Regions from separate parts of the Danio rerio genome. Here regions 2 and 3 are each linked to region 1. The links are chromatin contacts, called in public Hi-C and Micro-C maps. All regions are on one chromosome and are shown on one strand. Each heading gives the region's core, a stretch centred on a gene start, on an enhancer-like site or on the middle of the called end of the contact. The rest is flanking DNA. Distances are from core to core; before and after follow the strand shown.

Region 1 (3,190 bases), core at 485-2,984:
TAAACAATGCTGTACTTTGATAATCAATGGCTGCTAATATGATTTTCCTATTTAGAATTTGCAAAGAATACTTTTCTGAAATTATGTTATTAAGGAGAATGTCTAAATATCTGAATATAAAGCCAACTTAACCTCTATTTTCAACAATAGGTTTTAGACTGTATTTATACTATAGCATAGTCGGTCACACTTTACAATAAGGTTCATTAGTTAATGTTAATTAATGCATTTACTAACATGAACAAACAATGAACAATACATTTACTACTGTATCTGTTCATGTTATTAAACATTAGTTAATGAAAATACAGTAGTTCATTGTTAGTTCATGTTAACTCATGGTGCATTAATTAATGTTGACCAGCATGGACTTGGATGTTAATAATGCATTAGTAAATGTTCAATTATGATTAATAAATGCTGTATATGTGTTGTTCATGATTAGTTCATGTTAGTAAATGCATTAACTAATGAACCTTATTGTAAAGTGTTACCGCATAATCTGTAAAAACCCACCTTTGGTGAAACAGTCTGTGCATAGTCCTGTAGCAAATGCTTTGGAGCCATTGTGGGATCCATGGAGAGACAATCTAAAAGAAAAAATAGAATATGAATATACATATATACACATCTGATTACACAAACAATAAGTTTGAAAGCTCTTACCCTTGTGAACGCGCCCACCAACTGACCGAGAGGAGTTTGCTGATGTCCTGAGTACTTACAAACCAGAGCAATGCAGGTGAGCACCACTGCCACATATATACCAAACAGAGTCAGGAAGTCCATTTGTCTTAACCTACAGTGAGAAGAACAGAACTGTGAGCGGTATATTTCACTCATCACAGATATGTGTATAGTATGACTTATAACGAGAAAAGCGCGTCAAAACAGGCACAGCAGGACCGTAAAAGTGACCGAACATGCAACATGTTCAATAAAACTAATTAACTTTGCTTACATATTGGGCATAATGTAATCAAAAAGAGGAAAGCCCCAAAAAGCTTTACCTTTATTCACCTGAGCCCCATCCTCACACCTTCTTCCCGTACATGAACAGCCCGCCGTGTGGCTGTGAAGCAGGCGAGAACACAGCATAATGTTGCCAGATCTTCGTACAAAACGGGAAACACAAGCATACCCAGCCTTACATCGACGTAGACCTCTACAAGTAAAGGAATTATTTAATATACATTTGAATATAGATCCACTTTTACACTACTATATTTTGCGAAATCACTACTCGCGACATAGGTAAAAGAAAAAAAACACCAATAAAGAAGACTTGGCAACATTTGAACGGAACTTACGAAACACAATTGTTGTCAAAGTAAAAGTCCGATCTAGGCTTTCTTTAATTACTATTAATCATTAATTAGTTATTTGCCGTATAATTTTTTCCCTTCTCATGGCTAACTTTTTCTTAGACGTTTTTTTCGTCTTATAAAAATTGCCTACGAATAGTTTATTAATAATTTGAGCTCCAATAGTCGTCTTTTCGAAAATGTAGTTGAGTAACTTAAGAGAGTAATTAATTAATCACCTAACATGAGCGTTAGCACACCACCTTCCAATTACCGTACAGTTTATACGTTGTCTCTTATTTTCAGCTTTTCCGCATTTATTTTGGATTATTTGCAAACGTATTAACATTTGACAGTCAGAAAGTGAAACTGTTTACATTAGTCCTCATTTGTCTCAGGCTGTGTTAAGTGTACTTGTTTTTCTGTTTAGGGTTGCCATAGCCTCCTGACTCTTGGCTCTGGCAGTTATCATGTTACAAACCAGCACATTCACTCCCGTGGTGGTGATGTCTCAAACGAAAGAGACACCACAAAAGCCCTTCGAGAAAACTCCACCGAGCAAAGCAAGCAGGTTTTACCTTTTGAGGTATGTCTATTATGTAAATCTATGGGTTAACAGTAACGTTAGTTCTATGAATGAAAAGAAGGTTTTTTTTGATTGCTCTTGTTATTTCAGCATAATTGAACATACAATAAGTTATCCTATCTATCTATCTATCTATCTATCTATCTATCTATCTATCTATCTATCTATCTATCTATCTATCTATCTATCTATCTATCTATCTATGCAAATATTAGCTAAAAGGTTATAGTCGGTTGAAGACTGGCTTTTATTTTATTTTAATAAAAAAGGTGTCCTGAAATGGTAAAATCCAAGTTAATAAATTTTATTTAAAACATAAAAATTATTTATTTTGCTTAATAAACTAAAATACATAGATTTATACAGATACAATAAATATCTATTTGTTTTATCAAGTAGAAATATTTGTCATAACCCCATTTTCATTTAGCTCACATTTTCTTTAATCACTATGCGTTCTACTGTAATAATATTTAATAATATGTTAGATTTTATAACATATTACAGAATTGTTACTCTATGTATTGTTGTTGTTATTGTTTTGGTAGTTTATTAAAAGGCAATGGTATTTTCCTCCACACACAACTGCTTTTCTGTTGTATTGGTAAGTTGAGATGTTGATTGAGGAACACTGTGTTTGGAGATACAAGCATTGGCACTAAATAATTCAGTTAGTCCTGTATAACTTGTCTTTGCTTCGGTCATTTACATAACTTGCTCATTACGTTGTACTTAGAGTTTCCCTTTTCTTTTATAACATTGAAATTGCAATACACCATATAGGGCTTGTTGATTTTTGTCATTTTCCTGCCCCAGAATAATAACAGGAGTCTGTGAGACCCCGCTTACACCTGAACTCCATATGACAGCTCACTCCGTAAATCAATCCTGAATTCCCTGGATGCATGACAGCATGTGTCCCCTGCCATGTGGCACGAGAGATCTCGAGATGCAGCGTTTAATCTGTCTAATCCAGAACAAGAGCTTTAATAGATGTGTGACTGCACTCTTCAGTGCATTCAGACGTTCTAATTATCCACCATCGTCCTGTCGGATCCCCAAGCTGATACTGGGCTACTTTTTGTCCCTTGGAGAGACAGCTAGAAGAGAGAGTATGGGAAGGAGGTATTTATAGAGAAATGGGGCCTCACTTTACCCTTTTTGGAGAGAGAATCATTAAGGATCTGTGCTAGGTGTCCCAGTTTCTTGATTTGAGCTCTGCAGGCAGGACTAGCAAGGCTTGCCAGAGATGCAGAGTCAACTCGTCGACAAGATCACTCTGGCACTCTATGCAGTGTCA
Region 2 (3,517 bases), core at 135-2,634, 160 kb before region 1:
CAGATTTCTGTACACGCATATTCCGTGTGGGCCTACTAATGAGGTGATAAACCGCTGAATGAAGTAAGTATTTTTTCTTTAAGTGTGCACAAAAGTACATTGCTGTCTATATGAAGGGTGAGTGAGCTCTCAGATTCCATCTAAAATATCTTAATCTGTGTTCCAAAGATGAAAGAAAGTCCCAGAGTATTGTTGTTGACCAAATTATAATTTTTGGCTGAACTACCCCTTTAACTGAATAGAATTTTTAAATGATTAAAATAGAATTTAAAAAAAAACTAAGCTTTCAGTTTTATTTATACCTAAAATCTGTACTTTTTAGGGGGTTCTTGAATGGAATCGTCTGCAGCAGAAAATTAAAAAGAAAAAACACCAAAAAAGTACAGATTTTGGGTATAAATAAAGGTACTAGTCTTGTAGACTTGTAATACTGTAAGTTTCAGTTCTGAAGAGTGTATAAAAATATGTGTTCCATGCTACTATGTATGTATTATAGATACATTTGAATGTACTCTGTAGACAGTTGTAGAATAAAACTTTCAAATATACTAGTAGTACTTGGGAAACCAAAATATAGTATAATAATAATAATATAATATAAATTAAAAATAATATCCTACCAAGTGCATAGTGTAAAACTTCAATGTGTCCTTTTGAACGTCCCACTCATTTGCAACAGCAATGGCAAGAGCTTCATTGGGAACTGTGAATAGTTTTCCACTTGGGGTCTTCAGCTTTCTCTTATCAAGGTTTATTTCAAACAAGCCACCTATAAACAAGAAAATCTGTGTTTTCATATGAGCAAACCCTCGATCTTCATCATTGAAAACATGTTTCTTTTAAGGTGCTGTTATGGCCATCAGTACTGAATGATGCTCACCTTCACCTTGAGTTATAGATACAGTCTCGTAGAACTTTTTCCTCTCTGCAAAACACAATGCAAGTACAAAGATATTAATATATTTGTTTATCATTTTAAGTTATTTTTTTCTTTTTATATCTTACCTGCTGTAGCACTGCTATATTTTGCCTTTTGTAGCTGTGTTGATAAACTGGGAACATGCTTCACGTAAGAAAATGAAAACGGCCAAATAATTGCCTGGCCAAACTTTGTGTGATACCGACATATATTTCGTAGCATATTTTAAACGTTATGTGTGTAAATTTGTATTTGTATTGATGCCACAGTTTAGGCGTGATAAGCCATTCAGTCAAGGTTAAAAAGCCGGATATGGTGTTATATTAAATTTGACAATGCATTTTTCATGTTTTAATCGTATAAATTACAAGAAATGAGTATATCTGAGATAAACTCAATTATTCAAGCAAATACACTAGAAGGTATTTAAAGGCATGCAGCAAAGTGAAAACAGCGTGCCGTAAAGTGGACTGACGATGACCTAAACAGGAAAAAGCATAGAGGATAATTCATAATAAAAGTCCATAGCTATATAAATATCTATGAGAAAAGTCCAACATTTCGAACATTCATTTAGCGCCAAACTTTCAGAATGGGTTACCAGGGACAAAAGAGAGTGATATACCTATTAAAATATTTTGATTTTAATAATTAAAAATAGCAATTGAATAATTAAAAAGATTAAAATAATTCTATATAGTTTTTAAATAATAAGCACACATTATAATACAAAATAAAAGAGAAACAGAAACAAATTGATAAAACAGCATAATAATTAAACGATTATTAAATATTTAATAGCATACAATACATTATTATATTTTATTTAAATAAAATAAAACAATAAATTATATATCAAAATAAAATAAAACAAATAAGAATATAATAATAAAAAATTTCAGTTTTCAAAACATTAACTTCAGGTAACTTCCTTAATTTTTTTTAACAAAAATGTTTATGTTTTAATGTGGGGGCAATGATATTAAAATGTTTGTGGCATCTAAAAGTTGGGCGGGAAAGTCCTGCTCTAAATATTAAAAATTAACATAGCTTTAAATAACTTAAAATATTTGTTAAAAATGTTATTCTTAAATACATTTTTTGGAATATTTAAATGAATATATTAGTGAATATTTATATGTTGCTACTATAAACTGGTTTATTCACCTTTCTTTTGCTTCAGTTTTATTATCTCTATCTTATATGTTTTTTTCTTTCTTTCTTTCATTAATTTGTTGGTTTGTTAAAACATGGAAAAAATTACACAATTTATAGAGCAGACATTTACATTACACTTAGTTATTACCTAATTATTTATCTACTATGTACAAGACAAATGCAAAAAGAATTAAATAATATCTTGTTTTAAAATCTTCATGTTTATTATCAGTTTGTTCTGCTTATTTAATTTATTTTATATATTCTAGAGAAAGAGAGAGAAATAAATAAATCAAATAAAAAGAAAAATAATACATAAAATAAAAATCATTAATTTCAAGTATACAAAAACCCTCCAGGGACACACATGAGTTGATGGGGCAGCAGTAGGGTAATGCACCAGAACTGATCTAAGGAACAGCATAGCGCCCTCTTTTGGTTGTGTTTCTGATTTGTTTGATTGTCCTCTGTTCTTCAGCATGATAAAAACATTTCATTATCAACATTAACTAATTCCACAATGAATATATATATATATATATATATATATATATATATATATATATATATATATATATATATATATATATATTGGCCTATATATTAGTGAAATAGACTAAAGAATCTAAAAAGGATTATATTGTTCTTTTGAAATATCACAGATTTCACCAATATATGAATAAATAAGAGATATAAATTGAAACATAAGTCTATAGTTTATCTATAGAGTAGTCTATACATGTAGCCTACAACACATTACAATATACATAGACCTACTGTATGTTTAGTTCATGTGTTGTGAGTTGAAAGTTTTGTGTGGAGTTTGCATGTTCTCCTCCCCTTGTTCGCATGTTTCCTGGATGCTCCGGTTTCCCCCACAAGACCAAATTGGGAAAGGTGAATTGGGTAAGCTAAAATTGTCCCAGGTGTATGTGTGTGAATGAGTTTGTATAGATGTTTCCCATTGATTGGTTGCAGCTGGAAGGGCATCCATTGCGTGAAACATATGCTGGATAAGTTGGCGTTTCATTCAGCTGTGGCGACCCCAGATTAATAAAGGGACTAAGCCAAAAAGAAAATGAATGAATGAGGGTTTTTTGGGGGGAAATTTACTTTCTCTGTTTATTGTGCAAGAGAACACAGTAAACATCTGAAACTTGAACAAAAGTCGAATCAATTATTTTCCCAATAGTATCTGGATACAGTCTTGGATATGCCCGTTTAGACACGTAGTTTCAGACATGCAGTCTCAGACACAATGCACTCAATAGAGCTAGTGACGTCACTGTGAGGGTTATGGGTTGTGTTAGGTGTGCGCATTAAAACAATATGGTACTACACGTTAGAAACATTCATTCATTCATTTTCTTGTCTGCTTAATCCCTTTATTAATCCGGGATTGCCACAACCAACTTATCCAGCACTTTTTTGCACCAGTTG
Region 3 (3,492 bases), core at 232-2,731, 170 kb after region 1:
TTGTCTTTCAAATTGTTTGTTTTCCTACCATGAAAGTCAATGGTTACTGGTTTCGGATATTTTCAAAATATCTTTCTTTGTGTGTGTTCAGAAGAAATAACTCATGAAGGTTTCAGCAATGTTGAATGAACTATGCTTTTAAATGATGAACAGATACTTTTATTAGTGTTTGTACTTCACAATTTGACAGTACTTGAAAAATAACCTGACTTCTTTCACAGCTTTTTTCAAATCAAAGTTGACATCCCACCTGAATGCCGCATCTACCCTATCGATTCCGAAGACGAGGAGGACGACAGTCCCAATACAGCAAGAGGAGGTGTGAAAGAAATCATTTGCCCATGGGAAACTGTCACGAAACAAGATGGAGCAGGATAACGAAACCAAATGGAAGTAGAAGGAAATACACTGAACCAACACTTGTTTCATAAATATTGTGTCTTGCAATCCCGAGAAGGCTGTGGTTAGTAATGTATAAAGTAACCTGGTCTCTAAATTGACATGTTTGTTATTTTTGATAGATTTTAGGTAGTGCCTAACGTTATTGTAGCCACTGAGATGATTTTGTTATAAAGTAAAAAGAAAAATGTAAATATATATACGTATTCTGATGTCACCATTCTTTTATGACTGAAGGGGCCTTATTTTAAGAGAATTTCTTTTGTTTATCTGTCATCAGTTTGTTTAGTGGTGTGAACAACAGATTTTGTACTTGGCTTGTTTATTGTTTTATATAGCTGCGAATCATGCATCAACGTGAAATGCTATGAGAAATGTTATTTTCATAGAAGTAAATTTAGTAAGGCAGTACAACAGAATGTAAATACACGTTTGCTGTCTGAATGTATAACCTTTAAAATGTTTACAGTTCACTTGAAAATGTGAATTTGTTCATGACTCATGTTTAAATTGTGTAAGTGCCTCAATAAATGATTTTAAAGTTACCTATTTTGATGCACAATTAGTACATTTCATTGTATATATTGTGTATATTTTATTTATTTTTTCATTTTCCTCTTAATTACAAAATATCCTAATGATGAAAACTGGGCGCCTTTTATTTTAAAATAAAGCTTTTAGTTCCATTTTCTCATTTTTATGGCAGGGTCTTACCATGAATATATATAGATACATAGCCTATATCTATGGGATTTTACAAACGTACATAAATGTAAAATTTACATACATTTAAATGTATTATTAGTATTTATTGTTTTATGATTTAATTATTTTTTATTAAACTATTTTTTTAACATTTATTATTTATTTATTTTCAAAACATTTATAAGAAATCACTCATTTTCTTAGCCATAGTTCCTCATTTGATCGTCATGTTGTTATTATTTTAGGGGACTTTTATTTTCAGGACGTGCTGTGAGAGCATCGAGTCATCGACTGGCTTCACCGTCCTCTGCGGTTGAACAGCAGAGAGTAGCCGGATGCCTCAGCACAGTTTTTTGAGTCGATGAACACCTTTATAAAGCCGAACGGTTGTTGTGTTTCACTTTTCGACTCGGTAAGTTATACATATCAAACATATTCGTACGTGACTCCCCTTTCGCGTGAAAAATGTAAAAACAGTATTACCAAGCAGCGGTGTTTGACAATTCATCCGCTTCTCGTGTATTGTTGCTCAGCGCACATTTCACTTGATCCACTAGTGTCTGTTACTACATACATGCAGCTGTCGCGACTAGGATCTGGCCTGCTATTCCTGGCATATTCAGCCTTGTTAAACATGACACGTTTGACGATTTTGCCAAATGTATGAGCTTTCTAGCAGCACAAGAACATCATTTCCTGCCGTGTCGTATCAATGATGAAGAATGTTTAGCGACGAGCGATACTGAAAGTCCTCGGAAGGAATCGTGGTTTGTTTATAATCTGCGTTAAGCCAAATCACTGTCATAATGCAGTAAGTTTGATTATTATATTGTCAAATATAATATAGTGAGCTAGTGTCTGGACACACCTACTAAATATCCACAACACACGCGGATCTGACACTGGATTTCCATTTGATTGACAAGTTATCAATGTAAATATATATATATATATATATATATATATATATATATATATATATATATATATATATATATATATATATATACATAATATGTATGGCAGAATTTAGGCAAGATCTTGAATGTTCGTGATCTGCTATAACAGATGCACGACCGATTATTACATAAGCATCTGCATTGACCGTTGCGCCAGTAACTTACCTCGCGTTATAATAGGAGACTGTGCTAAGGTTATTTATTTGCATATATGCAAATTCTAATCACAAAATGACGGTCCTCTCTTTCATTAGTTCTTCAAGATGGTCTTGGACTTTGAGCGAAAATGAAGCGCAGTCTGTTTCTGTGGATCTCGTAGTTAAGGTAAGGACAGTCATTGTTTATGATATCATTAAGATCACTCTTTATTTTATTTTAAGGTACAATACTCGCTATTAACAAGAAGAAATCATCCCTTTTGTTGACTTTATCTTTGCTAATTTATGATAAACTCAGAATCGCTGATCTGCTCCAGAAAGGGAGTGCCGATAAATATTATGTAATTCTGTCTGACTATAGGGGTATGGGGTTACCTGTATGCCTGTCAAGGTTTATGTGTTTTTAGCCATATTTCTGGCATTGAAGGGTAAAGGCAGGTGTAGATGTGCACAAGGAGGAATGTCAGAGAGCTTTATGTCTTCCATCTTGTCAAAGAAGCAGAGCTGAACACTGCATGTCTGAACACTGTTTCTCAAGTCGGAATGTTCTTGTAAATTATTCCAGCTATTGAATAAATACAATCTGCCATTGACTTTGTTTCCATGGACATATTTATTTGCATGCACATTTTGGGATACCTTTAAAAAAAATTAAGCCTTTGATCAAATCTGAAAGTTTGTTCATGAAAAATGTGCTCTGTATGTTGTAGCAGCACTTGCAAAAATGTTTAAATTAAATGTTTATCATTGATATTTATTATGTTATATTTGATTTTAGATTTTTATCAATCAATTTAATAGTCATTTTAATGTTGTTTATTACTGACTGGATTTTGTTTAACTTTCCATTATATCTTTATTTTATATTCCCAATTTTTGCAGTCATATTTTGGCATATTGAATGAGAAAGCCAAGCCTTGGATAAAATCTAAAAAGTCTTATGAGGAATGTGTGCTGCTCATTGACACTATTCTGCAATGTGAAAGTTAGCTTTTTTCAGCAATTGTTTTAGAACTTATTATTTGTTTGCTTGTAGGGAAACTACAGGCAATAATAAATGTCAGTAATCAATCAAACTACTTGCTCTACAAACTACTGTTAATAATGATACATAGAAATAAATATAATATAATAAGAAAATATAAGTTTGCACCATCAGTACTGCAGAATAACATGCTGTGAAAAATCAATGGAGGTTAATGAGACTGGAAGTGTTGAGTCAAGAAGGTTTGAATGTCTGCACCCACTAATACGTGAAAGAATAAGATAAG

What was found. Hi-C and Micro-C count contacts between places; a contact is called where the count stands out from the background.
Region 2: a Micro-C map of caudal fin shows a contact between it and region 1, with 6 times the contacts expected there. The contact joins the promoter of atpaf2 here to the promoter of grid2ipb in region 1. A contact is called at or near these places in 2 of 18 Hi-C or Micro-C datasets (caudal fin and hematopoietic stem cells).
Region 3: a contact with region 1 is called in a Hi-C map of hematopoietic stem cells, with 4 times the contacts expected there. The contact joins the promoter of mrtfab here to the promoter of grid2ipb in region 1. A contact is called at or near these places in 3 of 18 Hi-C or Micro-C datasets (caudal fin, hematopoietic stem cells and an unstated tissue).

Annotation. Positions count from the first base shown.
Region 1 is chr12:20,200,394-20,203,583 of GRCz12tu, forward strand. grid2ipb (glutamate receptor, ionotropic, delta 2 (Grid2) interacting protein, b) reads left to right here and starts at 1,735. Exons shown (of 23, transcript NM_001430838.1): 1 at 1,735-1,890. It overlaps zdhhc4 (zDHHC palmitoyltransferase 4), which reads right to left and starts at 1,070. Exons shown (of 7, transcript NM_200049.2): 1 at 1,011-1,070; 2 at 667-799; 3 at 517-590. The coding sequence starts at 789.
Region 2 is chr12:20,036,203-20,039,719 of GRCz12tu, forward strand. atpaf2 (ATP synthase mitochondrial F1 complex assembly factor 2) reads right to left here and starts at 1,385. Exons shown (of 8, transcript NM_001082821.1): 1 at 1,006-1,385; 2 at 881-925; 3 at 621-769. The coding sequence starts at 1,141.
Region 3 is chr12:20,366,503-20,369,994 of GRCz12tu, forward strand. mrtfab (myocardin related transcription factor Ab) reads left to right here and starts at 1,482. Exons shown (of 19, transcript NM_001201558.1): 1 at 1,482-1,516; 2 at 2,318-2,387. It overlaps rgs9b (regulator of G protein signaling 9b), which reads left to right. Exons shown (of 19, transcript NM_200830.2): 19 at 222-944. The coding sequence ends at 378. All of the region lies in intron 1 of LOC141376790 (a long non-coding RNA gene), which reads right to left.